Regions from separate parts of the Mus musculus genome. Here region 1 is linked to region 2. Evidence: chromatin contacts called from public HiChIP or PLAC-seq data. All regions are on one chromosome and are shown on one strand. Each heading gives the region's core, a stretch centred on a gene start, on an enhancer-like site or on the middle of the called end of the contact. The rest is flanking DNA. Distances are from core to core; before and after follow the strand shown. Region 1 overlaps Rnf144b (ring finger protein 144B). Region 2 has its middle 4.8 kb from the start of Gm40935.

Region 1 (4,528 bases), core at 1,476-3,975, 110 kb after region 2:
CCCTGAACAAATCTGCTCCTCAGTCCACTTTTCTTCTACACAAGCTTATTCAGTTCTGTGATACTCGCCCCACCCCCATTTTATGTAAACTGATATTCAGGCCCCTCCTTCGAAGACCAGGTATAAGTAATGATCTGCCTCTGGGTGTGTTGTTTGGATGTCAAGTTCAGCACGTCCATCTTTACCCACAAGTCCATCTCTGGGTTATTTCTTTTCTTTCTCCTCAGTAGTTTTCCTATAATTCCTGTTCCTGCTTCCTCATTTAGTGTATTACTCTCTTTCTACCTCGTGACTGGCTTCCCCTGTCAGTCGCTGGCATTGGTCACACCAGGCTTGCTCCTGACTTATGGTTCTCCCATTCCATTGCACACCTCTGCCGGAGCTCACCGTCCCTTACCTGCCTGAGATGGTGGAGCAGGTCATTCCTTGTTCTTTTGCCCCTGTCAGGATTCCTAGAGGAAGTCACTGATAGCATCAGGCGAACTGCACACTTGATGCTCACCTCTCCACCCTACATTGTGTGATGACTGAAACTCCTCTCTTTGTTTTTCAGAATGACATATTCCTCAGGCACTATGACAAAGGGCCATGCAGGAATAAGCTCGGCCACTCGAGGGCATCGGTAATGTGGAACCGAACACAGGTAGGCTCCACCTTAAGGGAACGTGAGATTCATTGGACTTGGGATGGCTTTCCTTGCTTTCCCATGCCCTCCTGGGAGGTTCTGGGAGGAGGAGGAGGAGAGAGAGAACAATGGAGCTGTGGCCTGAAGTTAAGTCAAGAGCACAATTGTTGAGGGACAGAGGCACCAGAGAGCAGAACGTTAGGGTGACCAGCCAAAGAACATACCCCTGTTCTTTGCTCTTGCAAAACATGGGAGGAGTTTCCTACAAGCAGTTAGAGCATATTAAGCATCAAAGCAGAGTCTCCAATGCTGTGGGCTCCTGCAGGGCCTCAGATCCCTCAGTACATGCCATTGTGTGTTTATGTGGCAGGTTCAAAGAGAATCGTGGTTTGTTTTTTAATAGTGTTTTGTGTTTATCAAAGGCTACGCTTCCTTTGAAGAAACCAATGCTCACATCCTAACGATGATCATTATTAATGCCCCTGTGAGACTGTTGAGGAAGCCCCAATAGAGAACGAGCCAACAGCCACAGCTCAGAGTTTAGAGTTTATGGTTCAGCTTGTGTTAACATTTGGTTTGCTCTCACCCTCGATGTAGTCCTTTGTAGTTTGTGTCCAGCGATGTCATTGCTAAAATTGCCTGAGACAGTATCCTAGCCATTCACCTAACAGATTATCATAGCCTGGGTGACTGAAACAGCTGAGATGATTCATCCTTGTCCTGGCTGCTGGCAGTCTGAGGACCAGGTATCAGCGTGGGCAGGGTCTGCGAATGGGTCCTTGTGTTGGTTGCTTGTCTCAGGACTTAGAGAAGCAGGGGCATAATTTGGCTCATGGTTTGAAGGGATACAGTCTGTCCTGACCGCGAGGGCATGGCAGAGTTCATGGTGGTAGGAACTTGAGGTCGGGACTCCTCATGTCTCAGCAGAACAGGAGTCAGGGAGAGAGGATAGGATAGCATTGGTCTGCCTTTCTTCTTTTTAAAATTTTGTTATTCAGTCAGTCCAATGCCCAGCTTATGGAACATCATCACGAGTCTTCCCTCCCCAGTTAGCCCTGCCTGGAAATGTCCCCCTCCACGCAGAGGTGTGCCTCTTAGATGACTCTGAATCCAGAACAGTTGGCCGTGAAGGTTACACTCACAGCATTCTTCCCAGTTCATAGATGACAGCTTTCTCACCGTGTTCTCCCATGCTAGAAAGCTAAGAATGGAGGCAAGCTCTTGGGCTCCCAAGTGTCACCAGGGTCTCACAGTGTCACCCAGGGCTCCCCACTCCAAGTGCCATCGCACTGAGTATTAGGGTTTCGACAGGCATGGCAGGGTGGGCACAGCATCCAGACTGTAGAGGCTGTTGTTACACTTGGGGGAATGTATACATCTCAGATGACATACCTGCTGACATAGGGTTTTCTCTTCAATTTCCAGGTAGTGGGGATCCTTGTGGGATTAGGTGTCATTGCCTTGGTGACCTCACCCTTGCTGCTCCTGGCCTCTCCCTGTATAATCTGCTGTGTCTGCAAGTCCTGTCGCGGCAAGAAGAAAAAGCATGATCCATCCACAACCTAAAGTCACCTGCGCAGACATCCGGGTCACATGAGACAGCACATTGGTAAAAGCCCCACTTAGCAGCCTTGCCTCCTTCTCCTTGCCAAACTTTGGAAGTGCCTCTGCCCAGACTTTGAACCTACCTGAAAGCATTCGGTGTTGGAAAAGGCCACGCACCGGGGCATGAGTGTGCCTGTGTATCAAGAAGCAGCCCCACAGTCCGGACTGTGTCTGTGGAGCAGGTTGGGAACTTTGCTTTAGCCTGGGAGACTCTAAAACATCACCATCTTACCCTCCAAAGGATCCCACCAGGCTGCTCATCTTCCATCCAAACCAAGGAGCCTGGGTGAATACTCACTGTAGTCATGGCGGTATTGCCGCACTTGGCAGCATTGCAAACTGAGCAAACGTCTGTGTTGGTTCCACTGCCACAAGACACATGGCAGAGGCCCAGAGCCGGAGGGAAGGATGATACTGCATAATAACACGTTCTGTGAGCAGTGGAGCCGCTGCTTATCTCAGGAGCTGACACACTGACTGGCATGCCTATGCTGGCTACCGCGTGTGCACTTCTTAGCGTTTCCACAGTGACTTGGCAGAAACATAGCAGCTCTCTCCCCGTGTGATCTCATCTCCAGGCAGGAGAAACTGCCGTTCAGAGGGAGTTGTCCCTTCCCAGGAAGAGGTTGTAACTTGTAAGGCAACATGGCCTCATTCAGTGTCTGTTGTTTGGCAGATGTTATTCTTCTAAGGTGAACCAGTGTTCACCGCTCACAGTCAGCCAGCAGCTGTGGTCTCTAAAAAGCGTTTTCTACGGGATGAAAGGGGAAAGCTCCAAAGCTTTCCTTGTAGACAGCAGGGTCCTTTCTTGGGCTCTGTGGTCATATTCCCAACAGATCAGGAGTTGGACCAGACAGTGTGCATCAACAGTAGACACTGTAGTCCATTCACACATATAGAGCCCATGTGACTCCAGCTGGGCACATGTGTAGATATTTAATGGATAACACAAAATAAGATTATTTTAAAAGACCTTTTCCCTTTCTAGGACTAAAATGATATATTTATCAGCATAAGAGGGGTTTTTTTTTGGGGGGGGTTGGTTTTATTTACTTAGTACACATGTGAATTTTTGTTATAAAGTTCCTAACTTACTCAAGAGGGTAGACTCAAAAGTCTTTTACAACAACCCCTAGTGCGGTTTTATGCCTCTGTAAAGTGATATTCAGGTTATTTACATACTTTCAGACACAATGTAGAGCAGCTCTTCACTCAGCCTAATTTAGTCTTGGTCTCCCAGGAGCTGTCCAGACAATCTGAGTACTTTCTGTGCTCTCAAGAATTTCGTGTGACAACAAGCAATCGGATGGAAACAGTTCAGGTGTCTTCAGTTGCTGGGATTTGTGTCACCTCAGTGTGATACATCCTGCCTGTTATACAATTAATCAGCAAATAGGTTTTGAAAAGATGAGCATATTTTTCCTCTAGCAGTATACAGTTGCCATTAGCAAAGCAGCCCGGTGCTTCATAAGAACTGTGTGTGTTCCACGTTAACAGAGACCTCTCCTGGAAGCCGGGGAGAGTATTCAGGGCCTGTTCTGTTTCCCCCGGTAACTAGGTGACTAGATTGTTAAACTGCTGCTATTTTAGATCTGTTATCAAAGACCTGTTATCATCAGCCTTGCCTCTGCAGTGCAATGTATCCCTAAGTGGAGATGTCTATATGCAAGGGATCACATGTGCGGTGGAATGTATCCTAAGTGGGCATGTATGTATTCAGGGGATCACATGTGCGGTGGAATGTATCCTAAGTGGGCATGTATATATTCAGGGGATCACATGTGTACATTAGCATCTGATGTCTGTACAGAACATTCCCTGGCCACGTGCTTTTTTTAGTCACAGTTTGTATAAAACATAGAACTCTAGAAAACTTCTGAATGGCAACCAGCCCAAATCCTTTCAATCATTTATTAGAAAATCTTCCATATAAAGTGGCTCCGTCTTCTGGTGAATGTCTTCAGTTACAGCAGGAAAAACAAACCTCTCTTTTGAAAGGGTATTTCATATTAGTCTGAATATAAATGACATCTGAGTGGCGGACCTGCACACATAGTCACCTTCCTCCCTTGAGGCGAGGGGCATTTGTCACAGCTCAGGGGATTACAGGAGCTCAACTGAAATTGGATTTCTCTGCACGGATGTCAACAGTGACACCAAGCACCACCCTCAGTAAATTTTCCAGGCCTGCCTGGTTCTAAGTGGGGCCGATTTCATGTAACCTGAAATGCTGTTATCTCCGAAGTAGAAGCTGCTGTGAGTGGATTTAGAGTAAAGACGGAGGCAAATGCCTGGGCG
Region 2 (4,914 bases), core at 293-2,792:
ACCTCCCAATTTTTACATAGGGATTAATTCTACATCCGTTTGGCAGATAAGCCCTATGCCCCAAGTCAACATCCTATCACTAGGCATCCCTTTGGACTTTAGTTCCTAATCAACTTTGCGAGTTTTCTTTGAAGTTCTTCTCTCCCTCTGGGGATTCCCCTTCCGAGCTTCTGGCCCAGCCTTTGATGAGAAGTGGTTCCTTTATTCTGTTCAGGACTTAGCTGTAGTAGTAGAGACTGGTTTGGGATGGATCCAGGTAGGCTCCTCACATCAGCTCAGCTGGGCGTACCCCCTAAAAGTCTTTGACTTGATCTCGTGACCTGTTGTTTTTATCCAGACTATATTGAATCTCTAGATTAACATCAGAGGTTATATTAGTCGCCTTCCTCCTTTCTTTGCCCAAAGGCCTCACAAGAAACAGCGTAAAGGAGAAAACATTTGATGCTGCGGCATGGTTCGAGGGACAGCTCCTGTCCGTGGCGGTGGGTGGAAGGCTGCTTGCTCACTTCTAGGTGGACCAGAAAGAGTAATGCTGGGCTGGCTCTCCTTTCTTGCCTTCTGTTGAGTTTCAGCATCCCTACTCATGAGGTGACGTCACCCCCATCCCCGGGGGCCTTTCCTTCTCACTTCAGATCCTATGGAGGCACCCTCCTCATAGCCAAGTTGACAAGTGAAATGAGTCATCACGGAGCAAACTTACATATTTAAGTTACTGAGTCCCACTGGCTGTGAATCTCATATATCTTCTCAACATAAATACTTTTTAAAAATAGCCTACTGGAATTATGCAGCTAGAAGATAGTGCTGACAGATAAGTTTAGTTCCAAGTTTTCTTATACCTTATCCTTACATGTTCCTGGCTTGTTAATTACCATGAGTCAGTGATCTAATCATAGCTTTAGCTTCGGTCAGTTGGTGTTTTAGCCCATTGGCTTAGTGAGTATAAAAACGATAGCCTTTTGTTCTGTAATTCAGTTTAATACTTTTATTTCTAACCTTAATTTATAGTTTAGAAGTTTAAAATGCATATTTACCAAAATTAATTACCACCTAAAAATGAACGTAATTAAAATTACATAAACAAATAGACATAGGAAAGACCAACAAGTCAATAAGCTAGACCAGTGGCTCCCAACCTGGGGGTCGCGATACATTTGGGGTCACATATCCTGTGTATCAGTTTACATTATGATTCATAACAGTAGCAAAACCACAGTTATGCAGTAGCAACAAAACCATTTTATGGTTGGAGGGTCCCTACAACATGAGAAGTTAGATCGAAGTGTCACAGCATCAGGAAGATTGAGAACCACTGAACTAGACTAAGCCATGTGCTTTTCATGCTGGACTCAGAGTTTCTAAAAATCGACATTTTCACAGAAAGACATGGTAGAACCCTGAGCTGTCCTGATCTGTTACCAGCCGAGCTTTAATGGATTCTATGTGAGCCGGGGGAACCTTGACTGCAAGTGTAAGAGGCAACTCATACACAGAGAAACGCTGCCAGGAAAGCTATGAAGGAGCATTAATGGAAACCGGCCAGAGCCCGTTCTCCTTTCTACACAGGACTATTTGTGAACTACAAATCTATTGAAGCTTTCCCAGCAGCTGTAAGGCAAGATGGAGACCACATGTGATTCTGTCTTACCACAAGACCGCCACACAATCAATAAATTATTATTGGCTTCAGAGCCTTGTGTATTTAATGCTACAGATTCTTTTCCTCCTTGGGTTCATCTATTAACGTGGACACTCAGAGATTAAAATGATTTTTAGAGGCTTCAGAACCCCTCTGTGGAATATGTTCAAACTCCTTCCTGAAGCCTTCTGGCTTAGTAAGTCTGCCGAATGGATAGGCATGCACGTTTGGTAAAGTCCCTTAGGTAATCTGACATACTCTTCTGGTTAGGATTCACTTCTCTAGGCTAACCCTCTAATTGTATGAACGAGACAGTTTTCCTGGAAGGAAGAAAAATGCCTCTAATTTAAGGCTACCTTGGCTAACATAGGTAGTTGGAAAATGTAAGCCTAAATGGTCTCGTTTCCCCAGTTCTTTCCAAACTCCTCTTTTACCACTATCAGGCTATAATTTTGTTTTTGACTTAATGGCTTGGGGTTTTAGGCAGACCTTTATTTTCAAAACAAACTTGTGTTTTTCTATAATGTGGATGAATGGACAATGCCCTACACTGTGCTTCGGGTTTAGATCCTGTAAGAGGCCCTTTCAGTTATAATGATCTGAGTTAGCTGCAAACAGCTTGCAGTTAGGAGGGTCTCTGGGTCCAGTGCTGGCCTGTTCAGTGTTTGTGGAAAAAAGGCGTAGACAAGCAGGAGAAGAATTTCTAAAGACCCACTAAGTTATGTTCACAGTTTCTGAAATAACAAACAGTATATATAATTTATGGCTTTGCATCATCTTCTGCCCTTGAATGTGTCTAATGACTTTTAAAATCAGATCTTTGCGACAGAGTCGATAAACCTTAAGGCATATGCAAATATAAAGGCTTACCTCTTCATGTGGCCTTTTAAAGTGGGCAACTGAAAAGCAAGAATATTTTTTCCTTACTTTAAGCGGTAGGAAGGGACAAGTACCATTTGTGGAGGAGAAAGGAACTTAGTTACCCAATGTGCCTTCCAGTGTCTACCTCAGTTGACTACTAACTAATCAGGGCACTTTACTTATTTATCTGACATCAAATCTATCTTTCCTAGCAGAATAATTGCTTATTATTTAAATAAAGTATTTTGGGCCTAAGTGACTTGCTATAAATTCTTCCTTTTATTAGAAGGTAAGGAGAAACTTGTTGCGTTTATATTTATTCACTTGTTTTTTACTGCGTAGAGCTGAGGATGAAACTCAGACCCTCCTCCACACTAGGCCAGCACCCTAACCACTGAGCTGCAGGCACAGCCTGGATGCCCTTCTCAAGGGGACCGTGTTTCCAATTTCACATTGTCCATTGTCAAAGAGGAAAATACACTATTTCCCCATGTTGTAGAAAACACACAAACAATGTTTCCTATTAAGCCCACATTATTAGGAATATTTGAGCTGTCCTATCTCAAGCGATAAGTAAGAATGACCTTGTTGGGGTAAGATGCTCTGTGTTCTTTTTTGTAAGAAAAACAGATAATGCTATGTTTTTGCCTCATAGAATTTAACATTATATGAAGCCATAACAGAAGAGACCGGTATGAGAAGAGAGAAGTAAATTTGGAATTTGTGCATCCAAACATAGCATGCTAGCTACTTTTCTCGTGGCTATGAGCAAATACCTGACTAGAAGCATTTCAGGAGGGGTAAGTTTGGCTCAGGATTTGAGTGGATACAGTCTATCATGGAGGGGGAGCATGGAGGCAGGAGCCTGAGGTAAGATCACACTGTATCCACAGTCAGGAGGCAGAGAACAGCCAGGAAATGGAGCCAACTGCAAGGCTCTCCTGTGGAGACTCACTTCTTCCAGAGAGGTTTCATCTTCTAAAGACTCCACAACCTTCCAGAAACAACGCTACCCTCTGGCCACCAAATGTTCAAATATATCAACCTATGGGGACCACTTCACATTCAAACCCCAACAGTTAGTTAGGAATAGACAGATCCAGAGTGAGGAGAAATCGTTTGCTTTAATTAGTGAGAGTCCTCCCATCTGTTGGTATAAGAATCTTGGATCAAGCCTTGGGCAAAGTGTATACCACAGTGCGTTGAACAAAGGGAGAGTTTCTGCTTTGGTAACTTTTTTTCCTTTTTTTTTTTTTTAAAGATTTACTTATTGTTATATGTAAGTACACTGTAGCTGTCCTCAGACACACCAGAAGAGGGAGTCAGACGTCATTTTGGATGGTTGTGAGCCACCATGTGGTTGCTGGGATTTGAACTCAGGACCTTCAGAAGAACAGTCAGTGCTCTTAACTGCTGAGCCATCTCTCCAGCCCCTGCTTTGGTGACTCTTAAACATAATTAAAATAAAGCAAAACAAAAACTCTTATCACTAAGACTCACTCCTTTTGTAAAGTGTTTTGAAATGAACGCTCCTATATTTGAATGTTGCAAGTGTTTTTGTTGTCCTATATTTTAAGGGAAAAGAAATCTCAATTTAGAATTGCAAATGCAACCACTGTAGAATCCTCCTGAATTTAGCCTAACTTCATATGCCAAGGCTACAGTGTGGTGATATGAATAAGAAAGACCCTGTAGGCTCATATATTTGAATGCATGGTCATTAGGGAGTGGCACTACTTGAGAAGGATTAGAAGATGTGGCCTTGTTGGAGGAAGTGTGTCACTGGAGTGGGTTTTGGGATTTCAAAAACCTCAATCCAGGCCTAGTGTTTCTCTGCAGATCCAGAGATCGAACCCTCAGCTCCTTCTCTGCCTACATGCTGCCATGCTTCCTGCCACTAACAATGTAAGCACGCTCCATTTAAATGCTTCCCTTTGTAAGAGTTGTCATGGTCATGATCTCTTCACAGCAATAGAACACCGACTAAGATAGAAGTTGGTACCAGAGACCGGGACATTGCTGTGACAAGCCTGACCATGCTTCTTGTTATCAGAATTTGGACTTTGGGACTTGAGAAAATGGGCCATACTAGTAGGAATAGGGAAGACAGTGGTGCTGAGAATAATGTAGATCGTGGCAGCCCAGGTTTCAGAGGAGAAGAGTATTAGTAAGTGGCCTAGAGACTGTTCTTGTGATGTTTTGGGGGAGAATGTGGCTGCTTTCTGCCCTTGTCCAAAAATATCTGCCTGGGGCTAATTTTAAGACATCTGGACTAACAGCATTGGCAGAGGATACTTCAAGAGAGTCTAACACTGACTCTGTCCTATGGTCATTAGAGGTTAGTCTTTGCAGATGTGTAATAAAAAGGAGCAAGACAAGCAAGGAAAGTACGAAGTGTGGGGAGAAAAGGAGCA

What was found. HiChIP or PLAC-seq counts read pairs in DNA pulled down with a chosen protein or histone mark.
Region 1: a contact with region 2 is called in an H3K27ac HiChIP or PLAC-seq map of oligodendrocyte precursor cells, with 5 times the contacts expected there. The contact joins two enhancer-like sites. A contact is called at or near these places in 4 of 39 promoter capture datasets (frontonasal cranial neural crest, liver, maxillary cranial neural crest and 1 more), 5 of 484 Hi-C or Micro-C datasets (bone marrow-derived macrophages, brown adipocytes, cerebral cortex and 2 more), 2 of 115 datasets of contacts at active chromatin or transcription factors (cardiomyocytes and oligodendrocyte precursor cells) and 1 of 9 other capture datasets (embryonic stem cells).

The regions. Positions count from the first base shown.
Region 1 is chr13:47,242,311-47,246,838 of GRCm38.p6, forward strand. Rnf144b (ring finger protein 144B) reads left to right here. Exons shown (of 8, transcript NM_001170643.1): 7 at 554-643; 8 at 2,051-4,528. The coding sequence ends at 2,191. Among named protein-coding and RNA genes, the nearest start is that of Gm52039, 7.0 kb to the left of the region's middle. Within about 2 kb of position 2,726, at least 61 of the 459 cell types and tissues checked have an H3K27ac peak or open chromatin away from gene starts, as enhancers often do. A contact at or near this core is called in oligodendrocyte precursor cells, where this site is marked.
Region 2 is chr13:47,134,404-47,139,317 of GRCm38.p6, forward strand. It overlaps a transcript of Rnf144b not described here. Among named protein-coding and RNA genes, the nearest start is that of Gm40935, 4.8 kb to the left of the region's middle. Within about 2 kb of position 1,543, at least 11 of the 459 cell types and tissues checked have an H3K27ac peak or open chromatin away from gene starts, as enhancers often do. A contact at or near this core is called in oligodendrocyte precursor cells, where this site is marked.